Linked DNA regions of Sus scrofa: region 1 is linked to region 2. Evidence: chromatin contacts called from public promoter capture Hi-C data. All regions are on one chromosome and are shown on one strand. The core of a region is the stretch at or near the end of the contact, and the rest is flanking DNA. Distances in the headings are between cores, read along the strand shown. Region 1 holds the start of HIC2 (hypermethylated in cancer 2 protein). Region 2 holds the start of PPIL2 (peptidyl-prolyl cis-trans isomerase-like 2).

Evidence for each region. Promoter capture Hi-C pulls out the DNA fragments that hold promoters and counts their contacts.
Region 1: a promoter capture Hi-C map of fetal liver shows a contact between it and region 2, with 2.2 times the contacts expected there. The contact joins the promoter of HIC2 here to the promoter of PPIL2 in region 2. A contact is called at or near these places in 1 of 5 promoter capture datasets (fetal liver), 1 of 47 Hi-C or Micro-C datasets (liver) and 1 of 2 datasets of contacts at active chromatin or transcription factors (alveolar macrophages).

The regions. Positions count from the first base shown.
Region 1 is chr14:50,344,638-50,348,912 of Sscrofa11.1, reverse strand. It overlaps HIC2 (hypermethylated in cancer 2 protein), which reads right to left and starts at 1,338. Exons shown (of 4, transcript XM_021072792.1): 1 at 1,245-1,338.
Region 2 is chr14:50,229,707-50,234,143 of Sscrofa11.1, reverse strand. It overlaps PPIL2 (peptidyl-prolyl cis-trans isomerase-like 2), which reads left to right and starts at 1,302. Exons shown (of 21, transcript XM_001929539.5): 1 at 1,302-1,493; 2 at 3,960-4,009. The coding sequence starts at 1,462.

The sequences.
Region 1 (4,275 bases), core at 89-2,588, 110 kb before region 2:
AACAGAGGGGAAGAAGTAAAGCCAGGAGCCAGGAAGCAATAAATGCCAGCTCCAGAAAGGTCCTGGGTTTGGGCGACCCAGCTCCATCCCTTCAGCCAGGGTCCCTGGGGAACAGCCCCAAGTTCAGCCTAGAGCTCTGGAGGCCCCTCCGCTACCTGCCAGCTCTCCCCCTCCCCCAAGCACAAGAGGCACAGCTATCCTCACATCAGTCAACAATCTTACAGCCACAGGATTCCTATGGGCAAGGCTCTGCCCCTCCCCCCCACCACCACATATGTCAGAGGGGTGGCCTCCCTGGGTTACACTCCTCCTGCTGGGAGCGGGGGGGAACCTAGCTTTCCAGATGTGCTTGGCCACTCTTACTAGAAAAGACACTTGAGGTGAACAGGAGAAACACCGATAAATAACTTCAAAACCGTTCCGGCCCATCCGGATCCTCACTGGGCTCCCTTCCCCAGGCAGTACCACGCTGTTCTGGGTGGGGCCGCAGGGAGCATTATCGGACCACGTTCCCTCCTCTTTAAGTCGCCACCCCCCGGGGAGAGGCATCCCCGCCTCCCCCCACCCCAACTAAGCCAGAGTGAATATGAACCAGCTCAGTAGATAAACAGAGAGTGACAAGCTGGGGCCCTTCAGCTCCCTCCCCCTGCCAGAGACCCCCTCCCCCAAGCCCATCTCTCTTCCTGCCAAGCCGCTGCCTACGGGAGAGATCTGGGGGCAGGGCAGCGAGCCCACCAGACGCAGGCCCGGACCTCGGGGAGCGGCCCCTCCAGGCCTGCCCCTGCCCTGCCCGCGCGCAGCCGTCCTCCCGCGGGGAGGGGGCAGGGAAGGGACGCGGACGGAGCGGGGCCACAGTTGTGGAAACCGCGAAACCCCCTGTGAGGGGCGGCGGCAGGCGCACGGCCTCCAGAATAATGGGAGCCCGCCTGTCAGGCAGCGCCGCTCCCGGACACTGCTCGGATTAGACCACTGAAGAAAAGGCACAAAGAGCCGGCGCCCGCCCGCCGTCCCCACGCCGCACACCCGCGCGGCCGGAGGCTTTGTACCCGGACCCCGCTGCCCGCCCAACATGCGGGGACCACAAAGCGCGAAGCGCCACAGGCAGTACAGCCAGCGGCCGGCAGGCCGGGGGTCCCGCCCCCTCCCACGCGCGCAGCCCCACGTCGCCGAGCGCGCGCCCGCCCACGCCCCTCTACCCGGGGGCGCGCCCGCCGCCCACTGCCCGCGCCCCAAGCCCAGCGCACCTCACCTCGTGTGCGTCGGCGGCGGCGCTTGCCCGCCGGCCGGCCAGCCCTCCCGCGGCCTCGTCCTCGGCGCCGCCGCGCCGCCCGCGCCCGCCCCGTCCGCCCGCCGCCGGCCCGGCTCTCCGCCCCGCGCGCCCGAGCGCCGCTCACAGTCGCCCGCCTGGCGCCATCTTGGAAGCTTGTGACGTCGGCGCCGCCCGCTCACCCCTGACCCACATCTGAATGGGCGAGCGGCGGGGCGGGGGCGGGGGCGGGGCCTGAGTGTCGGGGGCGGAACCGGGGCGGGGCTTGTGCCGCACGACGGCGCCGTAGAGGAGGGGCGCGGGAGGAGCAGGACCCAGACCTCCTGCGTTCGACTGCACCTCCTCAGGTGCGGGGTCAGCCGCGACCTCAGTCTCGGAACGTCGGGGCTGCGCTCCCACCGAAGGGGGTCTCGGCACTTACAGGCCCACGGCCAGCCCCCGAACACGGAGCCGACCCCGCCTTGAGCCTGACCCTGACCCCTGGCAGCCCCGCGTTAGTTACTCCTTCTCAGCCCGGCTCCTTGTACACCGCTGGCGGCCAGCGTCACCGCGCAGCTGCGGGCTGCAGACGGCGTGGTCCGGCCCGCTGGCCTGGCCGTCAGCGTCCGGAGAAAAGAAACCCCCTCGCCTATCCCCGGTCCCGGCGGCCCAGCGCAGCAGCGCCGGCCGTACCTGTTCAGAGGGCGCGGAGGTCGCCACTCGCCGTGCTCGGCCAGACTTTTCCGGTGGCCGCAGCCCCTCGCAAGCCCCCAGGGTCAAGCGAAGCACCCAGACCAACCCACCAGACCCAGACTGTTGGCAGGGGATGGGGTGGGCCCGGGGCCGCGGCCCTGTTTTAGGAGTCGCTTGATGGACCTCTCCCCACTTCGGACACCAAACGAAAGGGCTCACCATCTAAAGAGAGGGACCCAGGACTGTGGGGTCTCGGTTCCAGTCGAGAAAGCTGACTATGCCCCGGTTCTAACAAATTAACATATATGTTTACTGCAGTGTTAGCAGGATGGTTCTTGAGATTTTAAAATAATTCTAACTTCACCTGAAAGAATAAATAGCCAAAACCAGTTATCATTTCCCTTCACGACAAATTGTAAAGTTACTGCAGTGACTCAGTGCTAGCCAAGAAACAGACTACAAACAGATTCCAGAAATGGTAAGAGCCTAATGAAAAAGGAAGTATCAAAACATAAGTGAAGGGGAGGAGTTCCCAGTGTGGCGCAGGGGCAACGATTCCAACTAGCAACTATGAGGTTGCTGGTTTGATCCCTGGCCTTGAGCGGCCAGTTAAGGATCTGGTGTTGCCATGAGCTGTGGTGTAGGTTGCAGATGCTGCTCAGATCTGACATTGCTGTGGCTCTGGCGTAGGCTGGTGGCTACAGCTCCAACTGGACTCCTAGCCTGGGAACCTCCATATGCTGCAGGTGTGTCCCTTAAAAAAAAAAAAAAATCAGTAAAGGAGAAAAGAAATAACCCAGGAACAGAGCTCAGTGGAGAACTACTATTTGAAGAAACCGCTGAGAAACTGTCAAGGTCCTACTCACCAAAGATATTCAAATTAAAAGAAGTTACTTTTTTAGTTTGTTTTAACAGATTAGAAATCAGTTTCAGATGATAACGTTCAGGAGTTCCCATCATGGCTCAGTGGTTAACGAATCCAACTAGGAACCATGAGGTTTCTGGTTTGATCCCTGGCCTTGCTCAGTGGGTTAAGGATCTGGTGTTGCCTTGAGCTGTGGTGTAGGTTGCAGACTCGGCTCGGATCCCAAGTTCCTGTGGCTCTGGTGTAGGCCGGTGGCTAAGCTCTGATTCAACCCCTAGCCTGGGAACCTCCATATGCCGCAGGAGCAGCCCCAGAAATAGCAAAAAGACAAAAAAAAAAAAAAAAAGATAATGTTCAAATACAGACAGAAATCTGGCTGGTAATGACTCTGTTCAAAGCACATAAATTATCTGAAAATTCCTGAACATGAATTTGGCAGGATGAGCCAACAATAAAAATCCCTTAAAATGATCACAACACTTGGATCAGTAATCCCTCTTCTGGGATTTTGTTCTAAGGAAATTAACCTCATTTGTAGACTTCATGCATTATTAAAGGTCTCTCTAACCACACTGTAAGCTTGGGGTTTGGAATCCTGGTGTCAAGAGCACACCTGATGCTTAATAGACACCCAATGGTCATTTGTTTCATTGGCATTTGAAAATTAATGTATGATAGGAGTTCCCAGCATGGCACAGCAGAAATGAATCCAACTAGGAACCATGAGGTTTCAGGTTCGTTCCCTGGCCTCGCTCAGTGGGTTAAGGATCTGGTGTTTCTGTGAGCTGTGGCGTAGGTCACAGATTCAACTTGGATCCCGTGTTGCTGTGGCTGTGGCGTAGGCCTGTAGCTGTAGCTCTGATTCAACCTGCAGCCTGGAACCTCTATATGCCGCGGGGAGTGTGGCCTTAAAAAGCAAAAAAAAGAAAATTAATGTATGATCATATTTCCTTTTCTTTTTTTTTTTTTTTTTTTTGGTCTTTTTGCCTTTTCTTGAGCATATGGAGGTTCCCAGGCTAGGGGTCTAATCAGAGCTGTAGACGCCGGCCTATGCCAGAGCCATGGCAACGTGGCATCAGAGCCGCGTCTGTGACCCACACCACAGCTCATGGCAATGCCAGATCCTTAACCCACTGAGCAAGGCCAGCGATTGAACCCACAACCTCATGGTTCCTAGTCGGATTGGTTAACCACTGCGCCACAATGGGAACTCCAATCATATTTTCAAATGTCATTTATAATAATGAAAAAGTCATCATGCACAAAGTAAATGTCTGGCAATAGAAGACTGGTTAAGCTGTCTACATGATGGAATGTTAAGAGGCCACCATGTATGGTGTTTATAAGGACATTTTACAATCTAGAAGCATGCAAATTATATTAAGCCAAAAATAGGGAAAAAGCAAACTACAGAATGTATGTGCCTAATGCATACAAAATATTGATCCATGGAAAAGCGAATGAAGGGAGT
Region 2 (4,437 bases), core at 53-2,552:
GCCTCGCTCCCCAGGGACCATGCTGTCCCTTGGGCTTTCTCCTGTCCCAAGTAGTGGTCAGGGTACTGCAAGCCAGAGGCTCATGGGTCTGAGCCTGCACACAGTAGGTGGTCAGGTGGTCAAGTCAGGGAGGCTGGGATCCAACATGGGAACTCAGCCTACACCACAACCACAGCAACTCAGGATCCGAGCCAAGTCTGTGACCTATACAGCAGCAACACCAGATCCTTTAACCCACCAAGCAAGGACAGGAATTGAACCTGTGTCCTCATGGATACTAGTCGGGTTACCTCTAAGCCACAACAGGCACTCCCAAGAGTGCTGGCAATTTAGTGTTTGGGAATCAAGGGATACAGTGTTTAAAGCCATCAATCTGGGCAAGATCACCCAGTGCTTGACTGTAGAGGGAGGTCCAGGGCTTGGCTGGGGCACACAAACATGGTGGTCTGGCTGAAGAGACAGAAGGTATCATCAGGGCTTTGGACTTTCAGGCTTGATGGCTCCTGCCCCTGGGCCTCCCAGGAGAAGGGCCTGGAGGCAGTGGGAACTGTATGGGCAGTGAGCGGGTGGACAGAAAGTGTGGATGTCCCTTTTGAGCTGTCTGCCTTGGGGGGGCGGGGGGGGGGTAGTTGAGGAGTGGATATGGGGCCTAGTGGGAGTTTTCCTTTATATTTACTTTTTTGTTACAATCGCAGAATGTGTAAAGTTCTCAAGCCAGGGATCAAATCCTGCCCTAGGTGCAAACTGCACCACAGCTGTGGCAACGTGGGATCCCTAACCCGCTGAGCTAGGTGGGCTTTTTTTTTTTCCTAAGGCCGCACCCGTGGCACATGGAGTTTCCCAGGCTAAGGGTGGAATTGAAGCTGTAGCCGCTGGCCTATGCCATAGCCACCGCAACGCAGGATCCGAGCCGCGTCTGAGACCTACACCACAGCTCACAACAAGGTGGTTAAGCGGATCATTAAGCCACTGAGCGAGGCCGGGGATCGAACCTGAGTCCTCTAGTCAAATTCGTTTCAGCTGAGCCACGACAGGAACTCCCAGGCGGGCTTTTTAAAGACCTGAGAAATCAGGTCAAACTAGGGTGGGTCTAAGCCCTGTGGGGCAGATAGGCAACGGTCCAGAGAAAGGCACCCGGGAAGATGGGCCTTCGGGGTAAGGTGGCTCTGCCTAGGGCTGGCCCAGAAGCCCCAGCACCCAAGCGCCCCCCGCCCCCCACCTCGGGCACGCGCGCTGGGCACCACGGTTCCCGGCATACCCAGCGCCAGCTTCCGGGGCGGGGCGGGGCGGGGCGGGGCGGGGGGGGGCCAAGGGACCCGGAAGTTGTTACGAGGTCGACGGAGACGCTGGAGTCTGAGTTGTCTGCGATTGTTTTTCTTCGGAGACGCGGCTGTCTGAGTTGTCTGGGGTTGTTTTGCCACGTTCGCTCGTCCTGCCGGCGCCGCCGCTGCCACCGACGCCATGGGGAAGCGACAGCACCAGAAAGACAAGATGTAAGTAGCCCCCCTCCGGGAGCGGGCCCCGTTGGCCTCAGTCCCGCCTGTGGCCGTTCCTGCGTTGCGCCTTTTCCCCGAACCCCTCTCAGCTTCGCTTCCCCAGAAGCCTTCGGCCTACGCCGGCGGGGCGGCCCCGTAAGGCTCAGGGTTTCCCAGGGTCCCCGTTCCTTCAGCTCCGCCACTGCTGTCTTACCCCGCGCGCGGTTCACGCCCCCCAGCCTACCCGAGAGTTCCAGCATCTCCTATTAGAAACAGACCAGCCTTGCCCCACCAGCTGCCATCGAGTTTCTTTGATTTTCTTCATGGCAGGATGGGAAAGGCCTGTGTCTACCTGCTGTTTCTTGCTGTCCTTTTGAAACCACAACAGCCAGGCACTCGACCCCCCCGCGCTGCTCTTGTTGGGATCCAGTAACTTTTGCGTGGCTACATCTGGGAGTCAGTTTTCAGACCTCGTTTTGTTGGGCTTCTCAGCAGCGTGTGACACGGCCGAATAGCCCTTCTCTGGTGTCTGGGACACCATACACTCCTCAGGGGCTTCTCTTTCTCCGTCTCCTTTGTTGGATCCTCCTCCCCTCTCTCGGACCTCATAGTTCTGTACCGCCCCCCCCCCCCTCCCAGTTTACTCTTCTCCGCGGTGGTCACACCAGTCTTGCAGTGATCAGCTGCTTGCCAGACACCTCCTTTTGGAGATCTGAGGGACATCTCCAATTCACTATGCCCCACGTGGAGCTCTGGATTGTTGCACCTGAGCCTGCTCTGCCCCCATCTTTCTTTCTTTTTTCTTTTCTTTTTTTAAATTACTCAATGAATTTATTACATTTATAGTTGTACAATGATCATGACAATCCGATTTTATAGGATTTCCATCCAACACCCCCAGCGCATCCCCCCACCCCCCAAACTGTCTCCTTTGGAAACCATAAGTTTTTCAAAGTTTGTGAGTCAATATCTGTTCTGCAAAGAAGTTCATTGTGTCCTTTTTTCAGATTCCACATATCTGATAGCATTTGATGTTGGTGTCTCATTGTCTGACTGACTTCACTTAACATGATGATTTCTAGGTCCATCCATGTTGCTAAAATTTTTCTTTCTTCTTTTTTTTTCTTTTTAGGGCTGCACTCGTAGCATATAGAAGTTCCCAGGCTAAGGGTTGACTCAGAGCTACAACTACAGGCCTACACCACAACCATAGCAATGAGGGATCTGAGCCCCGCCTGCTACCTACACCACAGCTCATGGCAATGCTGGATCTTTAACCCACTGAGAGACCAGGGATCGAACCCAAATCCTCATGGACACTAGTCAGATTCCTTTTCACTGTGCCACAAAGGGAACTCTGCCCCAATTTTTCCATCTCAGTGGTCATACCACTGCTCAGTTTGCTGGGGTCAGAAGGCTAGAAGTTTCTCTTAGCTCCCCCTGCCTCCTGTTGGCCAGTAAGTCCTGCTGGCTTTTCCAGGAACTGATCAGTTCCCCCTCATCCACCACTCCTCCCACAGGTGGAGTTTATGCCATGTCCTTCTTAGACCTTTGTAGTTCTCCTCTCATTGGTTTTCTGCTGCCTCTTGCTTGTCCCTCTGCACCCAGCAACCAGAGTGAATCTTGGAGGACATTCTCGATCTAGTCAGGGAATGACTGTTCAAAACCCTCCAGCAGGAGCTCCCGTTATGGCACAATGGAAACGAATCTGACTAGTATCCATGAGGATGTGAGTTTGATCCCTGGCCTTGCTCAGTGGGTTGGGGAATCGGGCATTGCCTTGAGCTGTGGTGTATGTTGCAGATTCGGCTTGAATCTGGCATTGGTGTGAGCTGTGGTATAGGTTGCAGACACTGCTCAGATTCTACATTGCTGTGGCATAGGCCAGCAGCTACAGCTCTGATTCACCTCCTAGCCTGGGAGCTTCCATATGCTGTGGATGGGTCCCTAAAAAGCAAAAATAAAAAAAAAAATCCTCCAGTAGCTCTCCACCTTACTTGAAGCAAATCTCGAATCCTCACGTGGCCTTTGGGGCCTCTTGTGATGCAACCATTACCCTCGGCCCTATCACCAGTGGCCATGAGCCCCTGTGTGTGCACTTCATCTTCACTTTACCCATCTTCACCTTACCCATTTTGGGGAACACTCCAGCTTTTCCTTTCTCAGCGTTTTTGTACTTGATTAGCCTGTTTAGTCCGTCTGCCTGGAAAGGTCTTCTCCTAGATTGTCACCTGGCCGGCTGCTTCTCATCATTAAGCCTTCTATTAAATTCAGTTCATTTCCTTCAGAGCAGGATGGTTTGTGTTTGCTTGCTGGTTTGTGTGTCCCTGTGTTCTTTTGTGTGTATATCACCATGTGCCTAATGCATGTAGGTGCTTAATAAGCATTTGAAGAATTAGTGAAATGGTTCAATTGTCAGTTCCTTACTTCCAGAGACTTTGTTTTCCTTATTAAGGGGATGGTAGTAAGATTCTCTCTTTTCAGGTACATCACCTGCGCAGAATATACTCACTTCTATGGTGGCAAGAAACCAGGTAAGGTTTGAAATCCTTCTGTGCCCCTTTGGTGTATGTGTGAGTGTAATTAAGGAATGATGCCTTCACGGTACAGTGAGCCTTAACAATTAACAAGAACATGGGAACTGTAGTAGATAAATGGGCTGAGGCATGGGCAGCTCACAAAAAAGGGAACACACTAAACAGAGAAATGTTTAATGTCCGTGGTGATTTTTTTTTTTTTTTTTTTTTTTTTTCTTTTTAGGGCCGCACCTGCAGCATATGTAAGCTCACAGGCTAGGGGTGGAATCAGAGCTGTAGCTGCCAGCCTTTGCCACAGCCATAGCAATGCCAGATCCAGGCCGAGTCTGAAGCCTACATTACAGCTCACAGCAATGCCCAATCCCCAACCCACTGAGCAAGGCCAGGGATCGAACCTATGTCCTCATGAATACTAGTCAAGTTCA